Linked DNA regions of Gossypium hirsutum: region 1 is linked to region 2. A link is a contact called in public Hi-C data. All regions are on one chromosome and are shown on one strand. The core of a region is the stretch at or near the end of the contact, and the rest is flanking DNA. Distances in the headings are between cores, read along the strand shown.

Region 1 (4,183 bases), core at 1,400-3,899, 150 kb after region 2:
ATACATGGACTAAATTTCAAATTTATGAAGAGTAAATGACTTATGACATATTTTAACCTAGTATAAAAATACGAATATTTTAAATATATAAAATATGAGTATTTGTTTAAAAAATGTTTAGCTTCATTTATCTCTTACAACTCTAATGTGTCAATATGTACTCTCATATATATAATTTAAATTAAGTTTTAATTAAAAATTATTTATTATTAAATTTATATATGATATTGATTATTACAAATATTTTTTTATTAAAAAGTAAATTTTAATTGTTAAAAAGAAATTAAATGATCATATTTTATAATAAATATATTTATGTCGTGATTTTTTTATAAATAATAATGTAAATATAAATTTATAAATATAAAATAAATTTAATTAAGAGTAAAAAATCTCAAACAATATTTATTAAATATTTTAAAATATACAAAACAAAAGAAAATATTTTAAACAAATGAAGCCAAAATGTTGCTTCTTTCGTTGGAATTGACGCGGAATGGAAAAAGTAAATAAAACGCAGCGATTATTGGCTGCCGATAAGGACAAGGAGATGACACGTGGTAGCACGAGCATTTGCACAAAGTCACGATGTTATTGGGCCCACCTGATCTAGACGCCCTGCTCTCTTTAAACCATAACTTCTACTTCTACTTCAAATCCATGGCTGAAATCTTAGTTGTTTTGTGGATAATGTTTTGTGAAATTACATAATATTTTTAATTTATAGTAATTAATATTATAAATTTTGCAATAATATTTTAATATGTTAATCATGAAATTTAAACTTGAATATTGAATCATCCAAAACTTTAGCCTTTTTTTCAATAATGTTAAAGTCTTATTAGGAAATGTAATTTAGTATAAATTATCAAAAAATGATGATATTTAATATCAAGAAAAAAATAAATTATTATATTTTTCTTTGATTTTGGTTTAATTTTTCTTAAATTAAATTATTGTTTCATGGTTTATATTTACTTTTAAATTTTATAATATATTTAAATTAATAAAAATAATTTGAAAATATTATATGAAATTTATTGTAATTTTTAAAACTATTGTGTAAATTTTTTTGGATTTAATTATCTTTTATATCCGATTCACTTTTTTTATTTAAATAAACCTAAAATTTTACGTAATAATCATAATTTACTACAAACTAAATCCAAATCGAAATTGTAATCACCTTATAATTTCATCTAACTTGATTGATTCAGTTTTTTTTTTTAAATTTCAACCACTCGACTAAAGTTTATTATTATTATTAATTATTGGCCAGGAACCACTTGATTAAGTACAAAATACTATTTTTTAATAAAATTTGATTTTAAAAATTAATTGATATTATGAAATTATGCTCTAACCTAAATTAAGCATATAGTTTTTCTTTTTAAAAAATAAAGACTTTATCAATGGGATCAATCTCTTGTTCAAGCTATATACCAAACCAACTAGTCATTTTATATTTTAAATATATTTTACAATTAAAAATAATATATTTTATATATTTTTAAAAATATACAATTTTTTAGAGTTTTAAAAAAAATACTACAAAATTATAAATAATTGCGAGGCCAAGCAAGAATTTACTAATTGTCTATTACTAAAATATCTATTTATTTTTTGGGTAAATTACACTATTAGCCATTCAATTAGAGAGAAATTCTCTTTTTGACCACTTAACTTAAAAGTTACAATTTGATTATTAATATATTGGAATGATGATATTGGTATAATGATAATTTTAATTTTCGATTTTTTTACTTTCTATCAATTTAACATTAATTTTATATAAAAATAAAAAAAACTCAATTTTTTTCAAAAAATAAAAATTATAAAAATTTTAGGTTATTGCTAGGTTATTATAACAACAATCCTTCAGTGCTGCTATCAAATCATGAAAACAACTAAAAAATAGATCAATTTTAACATAATATTAGTGAAGTATAAAACTTAAATATTATTAAAAGCTAACATTCATACAAGAAAACTCAAGATTCTATTACAATAAAACTTAAAGATTATTCAATAAAAATGATCATTTAATAGAATCCAATAGTAAATTAAAAACAAGATAGATTTAAATTAGTAATATCTTTAAGTCGAGTTTCATACTATTGAAGAACTTCTTTCAAAACTCAAATTAATAGAGGTTTGTGAAATTGACTTTGATACATTTTTTAGTTACAAAATACAAAATATACCACAAAAAATCCTTTTTTTTTTCAATTTCAATTCATTTAAATTATTTTTCAAAACCCAAATTGTAAAAATAAATTATATTCCGAATCTTTTTCTTTTTCTCTTATTATGAAAATAAATTTTCTTTCATTTTCTCTCATTTATCTATTTTTTGAATTTTCTGTTTATTTTTAGATATTTTTAGAATTTTCTAAATTAAAAAAAATCATTTTTTTATCATTTTATATAGAAATAGGGTCAATTGATAGAAAGTATAAATATTGAGGACTAAAATTATTATATCAACTAAAAAGTGCCACCACTAGCTACTTAATTATTGGGTGAAAAGAAAAATTTGGAAAACTAAAGTGTACCAAATTTTAGTTAAGTGAATAAAATAAAAATTTAATTATAATTAAGTGACTAATCGATAGTTTACCCTTTTATTTTTTCACACAAAATAAATAAGGAAATGGCACTTGCATTCAGCTATTATGGTCTATAATCGAGAAACTTCACTGGACCTTAAAAACATCTCCTATCCTCTTCTGTTTTCAATATGGATAGATAGATAGATAGATAGCCCAAGACATCGTAAAAGAAAAAAGCTCTCACAGGAAACAGCGCCAATGGCTACTTGTACCACCACACCTTCATCATCGTTGATGATAACATACGCTGCCGCATCCACTGTACACTCCCAAGCCCTCACTCCTTCCGTTCTATCCTTCAAGTCCAACAAGCCTACCTTTTCTATTAACCCACTTGCTCTCAAGACTTCTATAGACGGAAAATCCGGCATCAAATGGGCTAATCTATACCCCCAGAGAGATTCCAAGCACCATGTCATGGCTGCCGTGGCTGCGGAGGCTGAGGTGGCTGAGGCTACGGACGAAAATGATGGAGTGGCAGCTGAGGGTGGCACCGCTACCGCTATTGCTACTGCTCCACCCAAGCCCAAGAAAGGAAAGGCTGCGTTGCCTCTTAAGAGAGACAGAGTATGTGGATGTTAGAATTTCGCATTTTTATCTTTCTTTTCTTTCTTAATGATGTTACAGTTTTTGGTGTATGTTAGATAATTTTCATCGTGGGTTTTGCTTATAGCTTAGATAAAACAGAACTTGTAGTGTTAGTCTAAAAGTTTTGTTTTTTCAGGGTCAGATTTCACTATTATAGATCATTTTCTTTATGGGTTTTGCTAGCTTAGTGAAAACAGTATTCATAGTGTTGTCTGAAAGCTTTGGTTTTTGAGGATCATATTTGAGTTTCTTTGAAATTTGGTTTAAGATTTTTATTTTAGAATTTTGATTTTAAGAAACAATTTTCTATCTGAAATGGTTACTTATGTTTCATTTGTACATTATTTTGTTAATATGTAGGGCTAATTACATATGATTGTGATGTTTACTTGGTTCAGTTATTTAATTCCAACTTCTTGTTCCTGTTCAAACTGCAGACGAGATCAAAGAGATTCTTGGAGATTCAAAAATTAAGGGAAACCAAAAAGGAGTATGATCTAAAGACAGCAATATCTTTGTTAAAGGAAATGTCGAGTACAAAGTTTGTAGAGACAGCTGAAGCCCATTTCCGCCTTAACATCGATCCCAAGTATAATGATCAACAGCTGAGAGCAACTGTAAGTTTTCCAGGCTTTTCACATGATAATATCATAATAGGATCTCCCCCACCGTTGATGTTACGCCTAATATCTTACTTTTCTTTTGTCTTACAGGTGAATTTGCCTAAGGGAACTGGTCAAAAGGTTAAGGTTGCCGTTCTTACTCAAGGTAGTTATGGTGCTTTGACATATGCTGATCTTTTTGTTGTAACTTGCTTGTGTGTCTGGAAACTCTAGCTTAAAATTTAGAGACGAAAGAAACATAATTGATAATTACAATTCATGTAATAGATTGAGTAGGTTCTGAACTGCTAAATCTAAAATTTTCTTAGTGGCTGGCAATCATTCTAAAATGATGTACTCTAGGTGAGTGATACTAGTTAA
Region 2 (4,706 bases), core at 506-3,005:
AGAGATCTCATTTACTTGACCTTCACGATGGAAGAAACAGATCAGATGGTGAGTCTTCCTATTCCTATTACTAATCAATCTGATAAAGTAGTTTGGTTTAGCGAAAACTCAGGCATCTATTCTGTGAAAAACGACTAGAAAATGCTTTTGGATCCCCCTAATGTGAACTTAAATGAGCAAAAGCTTTTCAAGTAGATAAGGAGCTTAAAGTGTCCTTCAAAAGTTTGCATTTTATTCTGGAAATTTGTGAAAAATTATGTACCTACTTATCAGAACTTACATTTTAGGAGATTGATCACAGATAACAAATATTCGCGTTGCATTGATCACTGATAACAAATATTCGCGTTGCCGACAGTTGTGCAAATCATCTACTCATGCTGTTCAGGATTGCTTGTCTGTTGCACAAGTTTGGTCCAAGTTAGATGTTCAGTGGCCGAGTTCAATGGCAAATTTGAATTTTAATGAGTGGTTGAATTGGCTTTTGAAGAATTCAGCTAGTAACAAGAAAAGATGTGATTGCCATAACAATTTGGGCACTTTGGTTCTCTCAAAACAAATTTGTACATGAGAAAAAGATGCAAAGTTCGAAGGAGATTGTTACCTTCATTAGGGGTTTTGGTTTGGAGTATCAAGGTAGCGCTTTGAATTTGAAGCATCCTCAGCCGCGATCCATGGTAAAATGGATGCCCCTTCTGCAATGGTGGGTGAAAATTAATGTAGATGCGGGACTTTCTGTTGCCAAAAAACGTGCAGTTTCATGTTTCCTTATTAGAAAAGAAAAAGGTTTTATAATAGGGTCGGGGTTTAAAGGTCATAACTTGGTTCGTTCAATGGTGATTGCTGAAGCGTTTGTTGTTCTACATATGCTCTAATTTGAACTGGATTTGGGATTCACAGATGCTATTCTTGAGAGTGATTTAAGACTGGTTGTTCAAAATATTCAACAAACGAGCGAGGATTACTCGAAATCCAAACCATTTACCTGGGACGCGAAGAATCTGGCGAGGAAATTCCATTTCTGTCGATTTCAATTCATTGCGTGAGAAGGGAATAGAGCAGTGCATACAATGGCTGTTGAAGCTTTACGAACTGAAGGAGATTCGTTCTGGGTTGAAGATGCGCCATTAAAAGCTTTAGAAGTGGTCGATTCTAATCGTTGGTTCAGTCGACCTCCATAATTTCTTCTCTGTGATATCGATTGAGTTGAAAAACTTCGAAATATGGTTGCTTGTCTCAACAGCTTTTTTTTCTGGGCGATTCATTGTCGGAATTTGGAAGATTTAGCCGTTTATTTTTAGGGATTGTAGACACGCAAAGAGTCTGAAAGATTGCTGGATGGAGAAGACCATGCCTTTTTTAGTTTTTCTCTCTTTTTGTTATTTCCCGTTTTTGGTTTTTTTATATTTTGTTTTGAGACTGCAATGGACTTCTCTAGTTAGTTTTTCAAACCTAAGTAATAAACAGACTCTTTTTCAAAAAAAAAAAGATTAAAATAAAATTACTCTAAAATGTAAATAACGAAATTACAAAAATTTCTTTTATCAACAAAATGAAAAGCATCATACAGATTGACTAGTTTACCTTAAATTAAATTTAGATTCCTTTAGGAAACTATTGGAACCGCGGGGTAGCTTAGGTATTTTGTTTAGTTATGTTTTTTTTACAAAAAAAAAAAAAAAACTTTGAGATTCCTTTCTGCTTTCCGACAAGAAGCTTAAATTATCCTTATAATTTTTATTTAACATTTAGATTTGCCAAAACCTAATTTTTGTACTAAAAACTTATCCATCAGTTGTATTGACTTTGAGAACGAAGCAGATGATTCCTCAATTTATTCAACACCTATCATAACTTTATTATGAAGGCGAAACACAGAGATTTCATTTCCAGTGAGCGGCAACCATGGCTGTTTAACTCAATCCTTGGTTAATTCATACAGCCTACAGTACTTGTATATATATATATATATATAAAAAGTGGCTTTTCGTACACCCACTAAAACTTGAGCTTCCTTTATATTCAAAAAGAGTTAAAAGTAAAGCAAGCACGCCTCCTTCTTCGCCCTTTCTACTTTAACTCCTGCTCAGTCGTCCCTAATTTTGTGGGCCATCTCTATTTTTTACTACCATCATCGCCTTTTTGTGTTCCGATCGAAAGATTCTGCTTCCGTTCCATGGACTGTGGAACCGCTGTGGTGGTTGAGAACATTATCTCTTCTCTCCTTGAGACTTTGTCCGAGGAACTGGTCTCCCCTATGTTGCTGGAGTTTGCTAGCAAAGAAAAGCTCCATAACCATTTCAATAATTGGCAAACCATTCTCCTCAAGATCCAGGCCGTGCTCGAAGATGCAGAGGATAGGCAGTTCACTGAGCGTCTCGTTAAGATATGGCTTAACGAACTCAAAGACTTGGCCTACGATCTCGAGGATGTGCTTGATGATTTTTCCACGGTGGCTCTGCGTCAAAAGTCAAAGGAAGAAAGTCAAACAATCATCGGCAAGATACGAAAATACATGTATTCCTTTTTCGATCAATTTACTTTTAAATACTCATTGGCAGCTCAAATAAAGGAGATAACCGCAAGAATGCAAAAGGTTGTTAAGCAGAAAGATGAACTTGGTTTGATAGAAAGAATTGGGGGTAGCCGTAATAGGGGGCAGCGAAGGATTGCCAGTACTTCTTTAGTGAATAAATCTCTTGTGTTTGGCAGGGAGAGTGATAAAGACTTCATTATTAATAAACGTCTTTTCGGGGAGGAAGAATCATGTGAGGGTGGGGTTCGTGTGATTCCCATAGTTGGAATGGGGGGCTTGGGGAAAACTACTCTTGCTCAGCTCGTTTATAATGATGATAGAGTTAAGACTTTCTTTAAATTGAGAGCTTGGGTTTGTGTTTCTGAGGAATTTGATATTGTTAGGGTGATGAAAACGTTGTTAGAATCATTGACTTCAATGGCTTCAGATAAGAATGACTTGAACGAGCTGCAAGTTGAAGTGAAGAAGAAGCTGTCTAAGAATAGATTTCTGATAGTTCTAGATGATGTTTGGAACGAGAACTATAACGACTGGATGGCTCTTCGCAGTCCTTTTGAAGCAGGTTCTCCAGAAAGTAAAATCATAGTTACAACCCGTAATCAACAAGTTGCATCAATGATGGGAACTGTTTCTGCTTACGATTTGAAAGAAATGTCGTATGATCATTGTTTGTCTTTGTTCGCACAACATGCTTTAGGGAGTACAAATTTTGATAATCATCCAAATTTAAAAGTAGTTGGTGAGGCAATTGTGAAAAGGTGTAAGGGCTTGCCTTTGGCTGTGAAAACCCTTGCAGGCCTATTGCGCTGCAAGACAGGTTATCATGAATGGGAAGATATACTGAATAGCAAGATATGGGATTTACCAGAAAAAAATTGTGATATTCTACCAGCCCTGAGGTTGAGCTACTATTATCTTCCTTCTCATTTGAAACAATGTTTTGCTTACTGTTCATTGTTCCCCAAGGACTATGAATTTCAAAAGGATGAAGTAGTTCATTTATGGATAGCTGAAGGTTTTATCCATCAACCAAAGGGAATGAAGGAAGTGGAAGACTTGGGTTCTGAGTATTTTCATGATTTATTATCAAGGTCCTTTTTTCAACAATCATGTGTTAGTAAATCTTGTTACATGATGCATGACCTCATCAACGATTTAGCTCAATATGTTGCTGGGGAAGTTTGCTTTAGGTTGGAGGACAAGGTTAATAGCAATGGGCAGTACAATGTTTCTGAGAGGGTTCGACACTCCTCATTCATTCGTCAGAAGTATGATGTCTTCAGAAAATTTGAACCCTTCTACAAAACAAAATGCTTAAGAACATTCCTAGCTTTACCTGTCTTTGTGCCAGATCTGGAAGTAGAATGCTATTTAACTAATAAAGTGTTCCAAGACCTGCTGGCAAAACTTGGTTGCTTAAGGGTGCTATCTTTGACTGGTTATTGCATCAGTGAGCTGCCAGATTGTATTGGCGATCTCAGTCACTTACGGTACTTGAATCTGTCTCGCACTAAAATTAGATACTTACCCGAGTCACTGTGTGCTCTCTGCAATTTACAGACATTAGACTTGAGTCATTGTAAGAAACTTACTACATTGCCTCAAGGAATGGGGAATTTAATTAGCCTCCATTATCTAAATATTGTACGAACTGATAATATGACAGAGATGCCACTTCATATCGGTAAGTTGATCAATCTCAAGAAGCTGTCAAAGTTTATTGTGGCAAAAGGCAATGGGCGTAGGATAACAGAGCTGAAAGGCCTGTCTCATCTTCAAGGGCAGCTTTCATTATTTGACCTGCAAAATGTGCCAGAGATTCGAGATGTAAGGGTTGCCAATTTAAAGGAGAAACGTGGACTTGATGATTTAGTAATGAAATGGAGTAGTGCTCCGAACAATATTCAGAGTGAAGTAGATGAATTTGAAGTTCTTGACATGCTAGAACCCCATCAAAATCTAAAGAAACTCAGCATATTCTTTTATGAAGGATCAAAGTTCCCATCTTGGATTGGGAATCCTTCTTTTGTTAATATGGTGTACCTAAATCTCTGTGATTGTTCAAACATCACATCATTACCTTCACTTGGGAGATTACCTCTCCTCAAGGACTTACACATTGAGAGAATGTGTGGAGTAAGTCTGGTGGATTCTGAATTTTACGGGGCTA

What was found. Hi-C and Micro-C count contacts between places; a contact is called where the count stands out from the background.
Region 1: a contact with region 2 is called in a Hi-C map of leaf, with 5 times the contacts expected there. The contact joins the promoter of LOC107933969 here to the promoter of LOC107933968 in region 2. A contact is called at or near these places in 4 of 34 Hi-C or Micro-C datasets (callus and leaf).

The regions. Positions count from the first base shown.
Region 1 is chrA08:107,719,356-107,723,538 of Gossypium_hirsutum_v2.1, forward strand. LOC107933969 (50S ribosomal protein L1, chloroplastic) reads left to right here and starts at 2,650. Exons shown (of 7, transcript XM_016866290.2): 1 at 2,650-3,179; 2 at 3,638-3,817; 3 at 3,914-3,968. The coding sequence starts at 2,811.
Region 2 is chrA08:107,568,789-107,573,494 of Gossypium_hirsutum_v2.1, forward strand. It overlaps LOC107933968 (putative disease resistance RPP13-like protein 1), which reads left to right and starts at 1,756. Exons shown (of 3, transcript XM_016866289.2): 1 at 1,756-4,706. The coding sequence starts at 2,177. LOC107933956 (a long non-coding RNA gene) reads right to left here and starts at 1,686. Exons shown (of 2, transcript XR_001693770.2): 1 at 986-1,686; 2 at 213-695.